Linked DNA regions of Mus musculus: region 2 is linked to region 1. The links are chromatin contacts, called in public HiCAR-type maps. All regions are on one chromosome and are shown on one strand. The core of a region is the stretch at or near the end of the contact, and the rest is flanking DNA. Distances in the headings are between cores, read along the strand shown. Region 1 holds the start of Tmem19 (transmembrane protein 19). Region 2 holds the start of Kcnmb4 (potassium large conductance calcium-activated channel, subfamily M, beta member 4).

Region 1 (4,498 bases), core at 354-2,853:
TGGATAAAGTGCTTTCTGTAGAAGCCTGAGAACAGGATTTGAATCCCCAGAACCACATGGGACTGGCACAATAGTACCCATGTATAAAAGGTGAAATCAGTCCCAAGACTCGGATTATCTGAGAATAGGATGGTCTGCTGTATAAATGAATGGACAGGATACACACCCTTGAAATTGTAGAGGAATTTTAATCCAGCAAGATGGCTCCTCTAGCAAGGGATTACATCCAAAGACCTAGATCTTTATGATCTGGCTAGATCGCAGACAGGCCACATCCCTTTAACCCCTCTGCCTGGAACACGGATACAACCTGAGTACAGTCCTTTAAGGTCAAATTCGTTTTTAGAAGGAAGGAGCCAGGTGTGAAAGTGATGTCTAATTGAGGGCCAGACAAAGTAACAAAGATCGAAAGATTTGACAGAATGAGTCAGAGACAGAATGCATCTTACAAGGACAGCACAGGAAAGAGAAGCTATTTTAAGAGCCCCAGTGCAGGGAGAGACAGCTAGTCAGAGGTGGGAGGCAGTGCCAGGAGTGCGGTGCAGTTGCAGTTGAGTTCGGGTTGTGGTTTTTGTTTGTTTCAAGTCTATGAAGTTCATTGCAGGTGAGCAGAGTCAACTAAAGCCAGAGAACAAGAAGGAGCCAGGTGATTAGAACAAAATGCCAGAGTTGTTTGAGGCTAGGCAGAACAATTCAATGGGAACTTGAGAGAAGCCAGATTGAATCAGGCAGCTTGGTGAGGAGTTTGAGCCAGAACAGCTAGGTTGAACCAGACAGCCAGAGTTCTAGAAAGAACTATAAAGGGTGAGCTTATTCAACAGTGAGCCCTACAAGAGGACAATACATCAGACGAATAAGTTACTTTTACAGATAGAGTGGATGGGGACAGACACTTCCACAATGTGTGTTAGAACAGTAATTATACAAAAGCTCAACCGTGGGAACTATATTTATGTTTACATACCGCAGTACCAGTTGAGTCTGGCCCAGGTTAAGAGCCAAGCCATTGTTTTAAGCTACTTTCTAAGTAATTTCGCTTCTAACGATAAACTCCTACGTCGTCCACACCCTATCGCCTGGTATGAATGCTTCATAAGTTACAACCCATTACTGGCTCTAAATTCACTCGCAGTTCATTATTCCATCAATGGCAGGTTTTAGTGACCCACACCACCCTTACTGGTGACATTTTTTTTTTCAAGTCTAGGCTGTCCACAAATCCCAAGACCTAATTTGTCCTAACGTCTATTTTGGAGGTGCTTTAGAAACAGCACTCCGACCCGCAAAGAGACACTAAGCAAACTCAAGCCGGGTTTCCGCCTCGACGAGTCACGTGAGCGGAGCAGGGCTGCTGCGCATGCGTACACGGAGGGAGTCGCGGAGAGACCAGAGCGACTCCCGGGGCAGCGGGGTGGGGACGTAAAGGCGCTCGCCCGCGCTGTTCCCAGCCTTGGTTCGCTTGCCCGGGCAGCGTACGGCAGAGGTGGAGCTGGGGCAGACTTGGAGCAGGGGCCCAGGGGGCGGAGCGCGCCGTGCGGGGGCGGAGCTCGGGGGGGGGGTCCGAGGGCGGGGAGGGGCGGGGCTCCGCGGTGCTGGCCGCTCATTGGCCACCGGTCGTTTGTGCTCCTTCCGGGTCCCTCTAGGTGGGAGCTGCCGGCCTCCCTGCTGGCCTGGCGGGTCCTCTGTGCATCCTCCCTGCACCTTCTTTTTCCAAGGGCGGCGTTAACCTCCCCGGGTCGAGCCGGAGCGCTGCGCCTGCAGCAGTGACTAGACGTTTTGGATTTACGATTCTATTTTGTCGTTCGGTTGGTGGAAGATGTTGGTATTTCTCTATGCCTCTAAAGGAGTATTGTTGCAAGAAACTTGAATGACTTGGTTCATCTGAAATGCTATCTATTCCCCCCCCTCAGGTGCTCGTAGCTCTATTTTCCATGACAGATAGTGACGACACTACGTGCAAAAGGTATATAAAGATGATTACCAATATAGTAATACTGAGCCTGATCATTTGCATTTCCCTAGCGTTCTGGATTATGTCAATGACTGCTAGCACCTATTATGGTAAGTAAAAGTGTTTTAAGTTTTGCTAGAAGTTAATGGGTGGAATTTTAAACTACGACTTCAAAATCCAAAAAATATGTAAATGGTTAAGAACAGTTATGTTCACTGCCGAAACCTGAATCTGGTTTGCTACGGTGATAAGATAAACAATGTCTAGAGAACTTTACAGCCTTCCATGATGTTTCTTGTGCTGATATTTAATGATACCTATCACAAAACGCATGTCTCAAATAATTACTTCTGTTTACCTTAGTTGGGGGGGGGGGAGACATAAAAGGTAGTTTTGTGAAACAATTTGGGGGATGCTTATCTTTTTAAGATTTGCCATGGTGTAGCGGTTTCATAATCCCGTGAGAATAACAAAGGAGGTACAGTCTTTTCATTTGCAAGTTGAAGAATTTGTCACTTCACACAAATAGATAGGTCTCGTGCAGACACTGTCCTCTTGCTCGTCCGGTTTGATCATCACCGTACCCTGCAGCCACTTGGTCTTTCCATTGGCTTCTTGGTACATCTTTGCTCTCATGAAGCCAAATCTTGCTGTCTTAGCTCCTACTACTGCTCCTGCTACTGAATTCTTCCTGATCCCTGTCTCAGCCTCCAGAGTATTGGGATTACAACCTCCAACCATCGTATATGACTTTACAGGACACTTCAACATAAGACAAGACTTTACGGACTTTTCTCCCTTAGTATATATTAATTGTACAAGCTGATGGATTTCATTTTGGCATTAATATATTCGGATTATATACCTTGGTCCTGTGATGGTTCTAAAGGATTATTTTGGATTTGGCTCTTAGAGTGGGGGGGGGGGTTAAATCCAGGGTTTTGCATATACTGTGCACCCATGCATGTGTTCAGAGGCTGCTCCATATCCAACTCTTGTTTGTTGCCTGTTTGGGTTGTTTTGTTTTAAGACAAGGCCCCAGCTTGTAGCCCTGGGTGATCTCAAATTCAAATCCTCTGGTCTCAGGCTCCTATGTTCTGGAATTATGTGGGCCAACATTCCAGTGAGATCTGTAACATTTCAAAACGGGGACTTGAGGTAGTGACTCTGGGTTGGGTGTGCTTGCTGTGCAAGCTTGGGGACCTGAGTCTGAATCTCCTGAACCCACATGAGGCTGGGCCCAGTAGAACGCATTTATAATTCCAGTGCTCCTAGGCAGGAGGAGGCATAGGAGAACCCCCAGGAACTCTTGGGCCAACTCAAAGTTATTCTGACTTCTACATACATGTTATCTATACACACACACACACACAAATACATATACACTCGGGCACACACATCACACATAAACATGCACACACACTGGTTTTTTTGTTTTGTTTTTGTTTTTCTGAGACAGACTGTCACTACATAGACAAGGCTGGCCTAGAACTTAAAGAGATCTGCTGGGATTAAAGGGCGTGAATGCACCACAACACTTGACACACACACAGATTTTAAGTTTTGAAGTTGTCTTAGAAGTTGCCTATGCACACAAGAGCATTCTGATATAAGTAAGTGGAACAAACTAGGATTTCTAAGCTCATCTCTTCCACTAGGACCAGACACCCAATGTAAATGAGTGAGCTATAGCTTCACTTCCCCAAATAAGGCTTTTTTTTTTCCAATCTTCTGTGGCTCAGTTGGCCCTATTAGCTCTTCGTAGTGTATGAAAATAATTTTAAGAATATTTAATAAACCAAGTTGTGGTGGTGGCACACGCTTTTAACCCCAGCACTTGGAAGATAGAGGGGCAGGCAGATCTCTGAGTTCGAAGTCAGCCTGGTTTACAGAGCAAGTTCCAAGACAGCCAGGGCTACACAGAGAAACCCCGTCTCTCGATAGATAGATAGATATATAGATAGATAGATAGATAGATAGATAGATAGATAGATAGATACATACATACATACACACACATATATACTTACATACATATACATACATAGATCCAAAACCTTTTTAGATGACCAAGCCTTCACACTGTTCTCCATGTCTGTATCTCTCCAGTGGCCACTTACAGCCTGTTTCTCTATACTTATAACTTCCTAGGTAACTTTCGGCCTGTTTCTCCGTGGCGCTGGCTGTTCTCCGTCGTCGTTCCTGTTGTGATCGCCTGTAATGGCTTTAAAAAGAAAAGTCTAGATCACAGTGGGGCTTTAGGAGGTATGTTTTCATTTTGAGTGTTTAAAATAATTTAAAATTTTTTTATTTAATCTTATGTTTTATGAATTCTGAGTATAACTGAATTTGTTTATTTATTTAAAAAAAAAAAAAAAACTTTAAGACAGCATCTCGCTATATAGTCCTGGCTGGCTTGGAACTCACTATGTACACAAGGCTGGCCTGTATTCAACTCAACTGTGTTCCTTGGAGAGATCAGCCTGTCTTTGCCTCCCTAGTACTGGGAGGAAAGACGCGTGCCACCAGGGCTATCAGTGACTGAAT
Region 2 (4,241 bases), core at 1,076-3,575, 1.1 Mb before region 1:
AAGTTGACCTGTGGTTCAACCTTTCCGAGGCCCCCTGGGTTCTTCCTGTCCTTCTGACTTAAAGTCAAGGGTTGAGCGCTTTTCTGATACAAGCAGCCTAGGTGGGAATGTTACAAGGCAGCCCTACCACTAGGAGAAGAAACTAACACGGATTTCTAGTGAATCCTTCAAAATAAAAAAGTTGATTTCGTCTGTGAAGCCTTCAGATCTGCTTCCCTTACCACAGAAGACAAGCCAACTTATATAGGAAAACAAAGAATCAAAATGAAATGTTTGAATAACACAAAGCTGGAGAGAGAACAACAGCTTCTATCCCTGTGAGAATAAACAATGAAGAAAGTAACTGAACTAACATTTGAGTTAAGACAGAACTCCCTGGCCCTGGTTTCCTAGGTTGTAAGCAGTTTTTGTTGTTGTTGTTGCTGTTGTTTCATTCACAACACTTAAGGCGCCCAGGAGACACTGAACTGTGAAGTGTGTAAGGTAATGGTGTTACGTTACCCTTAGGGCTCTGTCCTGGGCTTGCTGCACGTTGCATGAATTACTTTATTTAGTCCCTTAGCCTTAGCGGCCCTGTTCCGTGTTTATTCACCCACCCCTCGTCCCCATCTCCAATCCCAGAAGAGGTTGCTTTTTTGAAATGAGGATTGGCATCTGGAATCTGTCGAAGGAAAACACTCAGCGAAGATTTGCGATTTCAGGTTAAGACGCTTCAGCTTTGGAGCTCTCTTCTTTATAGCCAGCGTGTGCCTAACAAATGCCTTGACGCCAACAGGGGGGGAAATCTCAGGCAGAAACAAACAAACAAACAAACAAAAAATACAGTGTCTGCTCTCAAACGGAGACGACACTGAGACATCTTTGTGATTTTAAAGTTTTTCCAAGTCCTGCAGCCTTTTTATTCATTAAGAAAAACAGACACTAAAGGTCTCCTTTACCATTGTTTGGAAATACCCATCAGCATAACATGCCAGAACTCTGTCAGTGCCAGCCAAAGGGTTTGAAGTCTGGTAGAGTGGGCTTAACATTTCCATGACTTGGCAACTGTTATTCATCAGGAGCCTGAGTTCATTCATCTAGGACTTGAAAGACAAGAAAAGGAGGGTTAAAACAACAACAACAACTTTATTCTTCCAAACGCAGCTCTAAACAGTTCTCAAGTTTGGTTTTATGATCTTTAAAAAAATGTAGGTAAAAAGCAAATTTAAACTTACAAAGGAAAAGTCAGGAGAATAGAGGCTGAATAAAGGTGTACATCGATAGGGTGGAGTTCCAAAGTGTCTGCAAGCCGCGGTCGCCTTGCACAGAGCTCCAGAAAAAGCTCACCTGCAAATCTCAGGGCCAGCTAAGGGTGGCAATATTCCTAAAGAGGCCAACAGAGTCTGCTCTCACCAGCCCGAGGCCAGGCTTTGCCACCTGTTTGCGTCCACCCCCTAGGGGTCGTTCCCGCTGTCTGGCACCTATTTTTCCAGGAAAGTCCACCGACGCTCAAGGCTCCAATCGTGTTAGCCTGCACGGTCCCGGTGGCGGCGTGGGATCCGCGGGGACCTCCGGCTCCCGGCCGCTCGCCTGTGGGCATCCCCCCGCGTCCGCGCCGGTGCCCTCTGTCGCTCGCCGCCACCGGAGCTCCCTTTGCCGGTGCGCCTGCTGCCCCGCAGCTCCCCGGATCGGAGTTTGAAGATTCCCGCTTCGCACGCTCACGCCATCCTCCCCCACTTAAAAAAATTTTTTTTTTCTCTCTTTTAACTTTCTCCCCAGCCACGCTCCCTCGGTGCTAAGCGTTCGCCTCGACCGTCTCCGCCATCTCTCCAGGTTGCATCTGGCGAGGATTCCGAGAGCAGCTCGCGGCGGCCCGGGTGCTCGCCCACGGGAGCTGCGGGGCGCGGCGCGGGGCGGGGCGGGGCGGCGGCGCCCAGGGCGGGGAGGAGCAGCCTCGCTCAACGCGGAGCCAGGGCTCAGCAGCCCAGTCGCTCCCAGCGTCGGGGCGCCGGGCGCTCGGCCGCGGCGATGGCAGGCGGGCGGCGCGCGCGGGGAGGCGGGCGCGGGGCGCGGAGCGCGCGGGGGCGGGGGCGGGCTCGGGGAGCCCCGGGGTGCCGGACGCTGTGAGGCGGCGGTGGCACCCGGGAGCCCGGCCTCGGGCAGCGCCGTCGCCGCCGCCGGGGGCGTCGCCGGCCTCGGCCCCTTTGTTCTCGCGCGCGCCCCCTCGCCGCCCACTCCCCTGCTGTCGCGCGGCGGCGGCGGCGGCTCCTCCCGCCCGAGGCGGTTGAGCTCGGCGCCGGGGGCGGGAGGGGGCGGGGAGCGCGCCAGCCGTGGAGAGTGGGGGGCGATGGCGAAGCTCAGGGTGTCTTACGAGTACACGGAAGCCGAAGACAAGAGCATCCGGCTCGGCTTGTTCCTCATCGTCTCCGGCATCCTGTCGCTCTTCATCTTCGGCTTCTGCTGGCTCAGTCCCGCCTTGCAGGATCTGCAAGCCACGGCGGCCAACTGCACCGTGCTGTCGGTGCAGCAGATCGGCGAGGTGTTCGAGTGCACCTTCACCTGTGGCACCGACTGCAGGGGCACCTCGCAGTATCCCTGCGTCCAGGTGTACGTGAACAACTCCGAGTCCAACTCCAGGGCGCTGCTACACAGCGACCAGCACCAGCTCCTGACCAACCCCAAGGTAAGCGCGCGGGAGCTCCCGCCTAACAGTGCAGGTTCGGGGCCAACGTCCCGGTTAGACCCCAGGGGAAGAATCGAGTGCACTGTCCTCGCTCGGAGTTGATGCGAGGGAGGCATGAGGTGCATGCACGCATCCCTGGAGCCCAGGGCTCCAGACCTCGGGGTGTGTTTGCCTACTGGGCGGTGGTACGCGAGCCTCTCTGCAAACAGATCTTTTCTGTTCTTAGATTTTTTTGAGCTCCGGACCACCCCAGGTCCAGCGCCTGCGGGAAGGGGTTGCCTAAACTCAAGGAGCAAAGAAAGTTAACTTTTCCTTCCAATGTAGCCATGGGATAGCCCAGGACCCAGGTACTCCAGTATATGGCCTGAGCTTCTATGGGGCTCAAGAACTCCCTTCTTTGAGAGGTTAAAGGGGTCTCTTCGCTTCTGGAAAGTATCTTAAGTGACTTTTGAATTTTAGTTCTAAACTGAAGTTTTTAACTTGAGGTCTACAGATAGACTTGGGATGGTGAGGGTGGGGTCAACAGCCATCAGGAGGAATCCAAGAAGAGATTCTGATGAGGTCGGGTTGGTTTGCTTGGTGCTGGTGGTGGAGGCTGAAGGGTCCTAACCACTCTGAGTGTTTGGGCACAATGAGAAGCTGTAACTAAGGAGTAAGTAGGAGAACAACTTACCGAAAATAGAAAGCCCTTGATGACATATACCAAGCAGCGGTTTCCTGACAACTTCTTTTGTTGTTACAGGGGAGGAAAAAAAAAAAAAAAGAGGGAAAAAAATAGATAAAACCTGGTTAGGACTTTCTAGCCTCTGGAGAGCAGAGAGGGAGACTCAGAAAACTTCCCCGGGGTAGGAAAGCACTTATAAAAAGCTGTGTCCCCAGTCCGTGAACTAATTGAGCCTTGCAGTGTGCCTGCTTCTGCAGGAGGGTTCTTTGATGCCTGTGTTCCTTTCTGCTGCCAGCTGAAGGTGTGTATATATATTCAAGTTACTGAGTCCTTGTACTTCCTGGGGGCTGTGCTGGAAGACAAGCAGAAATCATTCCAAAGAAAATGAGTCCTGTGCGTGCAGGAACATGTTCTCTTAAATGTGACCAGATAGATTAATCGGAATTCATTATTTTAAACAAGATCACTACCGCTGTGCAGAGAAACTCGGGCGTAACTCACTTATTTGGAAAGTTAGAAGAAACTAGTCTTTGAACATATGATGGACTCCTCAATGGAAAAGTCTCCCGCTAGTGCACGGAGGCTCGTTTGCTTTTAAAAATGGAGCTAATCCAAGAACAGTAAGTGTAGACGTGAACATTTGGAATCCAGTCTCTAAGGACCAAGGTCTTGCCGAAGTGATCGGTCTCAAAAACAGATGTGGGTTAATCTGCATAGTGCTTGAGAATTTAATAAGAGGTCTGGTGGCTTTGAGAAAGCATTGTAAAAATCAGAATTAAGTGAAAAATATCTAAGAAAGGTGTCAAGTAGTAACTTAGTGATTTGGAAGGTGCTCTGTAGTTTGCCATACAGGTGTAGTCATAGTTGGTGAAACACTGCTAATTATTTTTGAGATAGTCGTTTAATCAATTATAT

What was found. HiCAR-type assays count read pairs that join an accessible place to other places.
Region 2: a contact with region 1 is called in a HiCAR-type map of astrocytes, with 4 times the contacts expected there. The contact joins the promoter of Kcnmb4 here to the promoter of Tmem19 in region 1. A contact is called at or near these places in 3 of 39 promoter capture datasets (embryonic stem cells, hippocampal neurons and liver), 1 of 484 Hi-C or Micro-C datasets (embryonic stem cells) and 2 of 115 datasets of contacts at active chromatin or transcription factors (astrocytes and pro-B cells).

The regions. Positions count from the first base shown.
Region 1 is chr10:115,359,372-115,363,869 of GRCm38.p6, reverse strand. Tmem19 (transmembrane protein 19) reads left to right here and starts at 1,603. Exons shown (of 7, transcript NM_133683.4): 1 at 1,603-1,818; 2 at 1,911-2,061; 3 at 4,103-4,216. The coding sequence starts at 1,932.
Region 2 is chr10:116,471,607-116,475,847 of GRCm38.p6, reverse strand. Kcnmb4 (potassium large conductance calcium-activated channel, subfamily M, beta member 4) reads left to right here and starts at 2,325. Exons shown (of 3, transcript NM_021452.1): 1 at 2,325-2,662. The coding sequence starts at 2,327. Kcnmb4os2 (potassium large conductance calcium-activated channel, subfamily M, beta member 4, opposite strand 2) reads right to left here and starts at 2,685. Exons shown (of 3, transcript NR_130644.1): 1 at 1,461-2,685; 2 at 1,215-1,363; 3 at 861-1,082.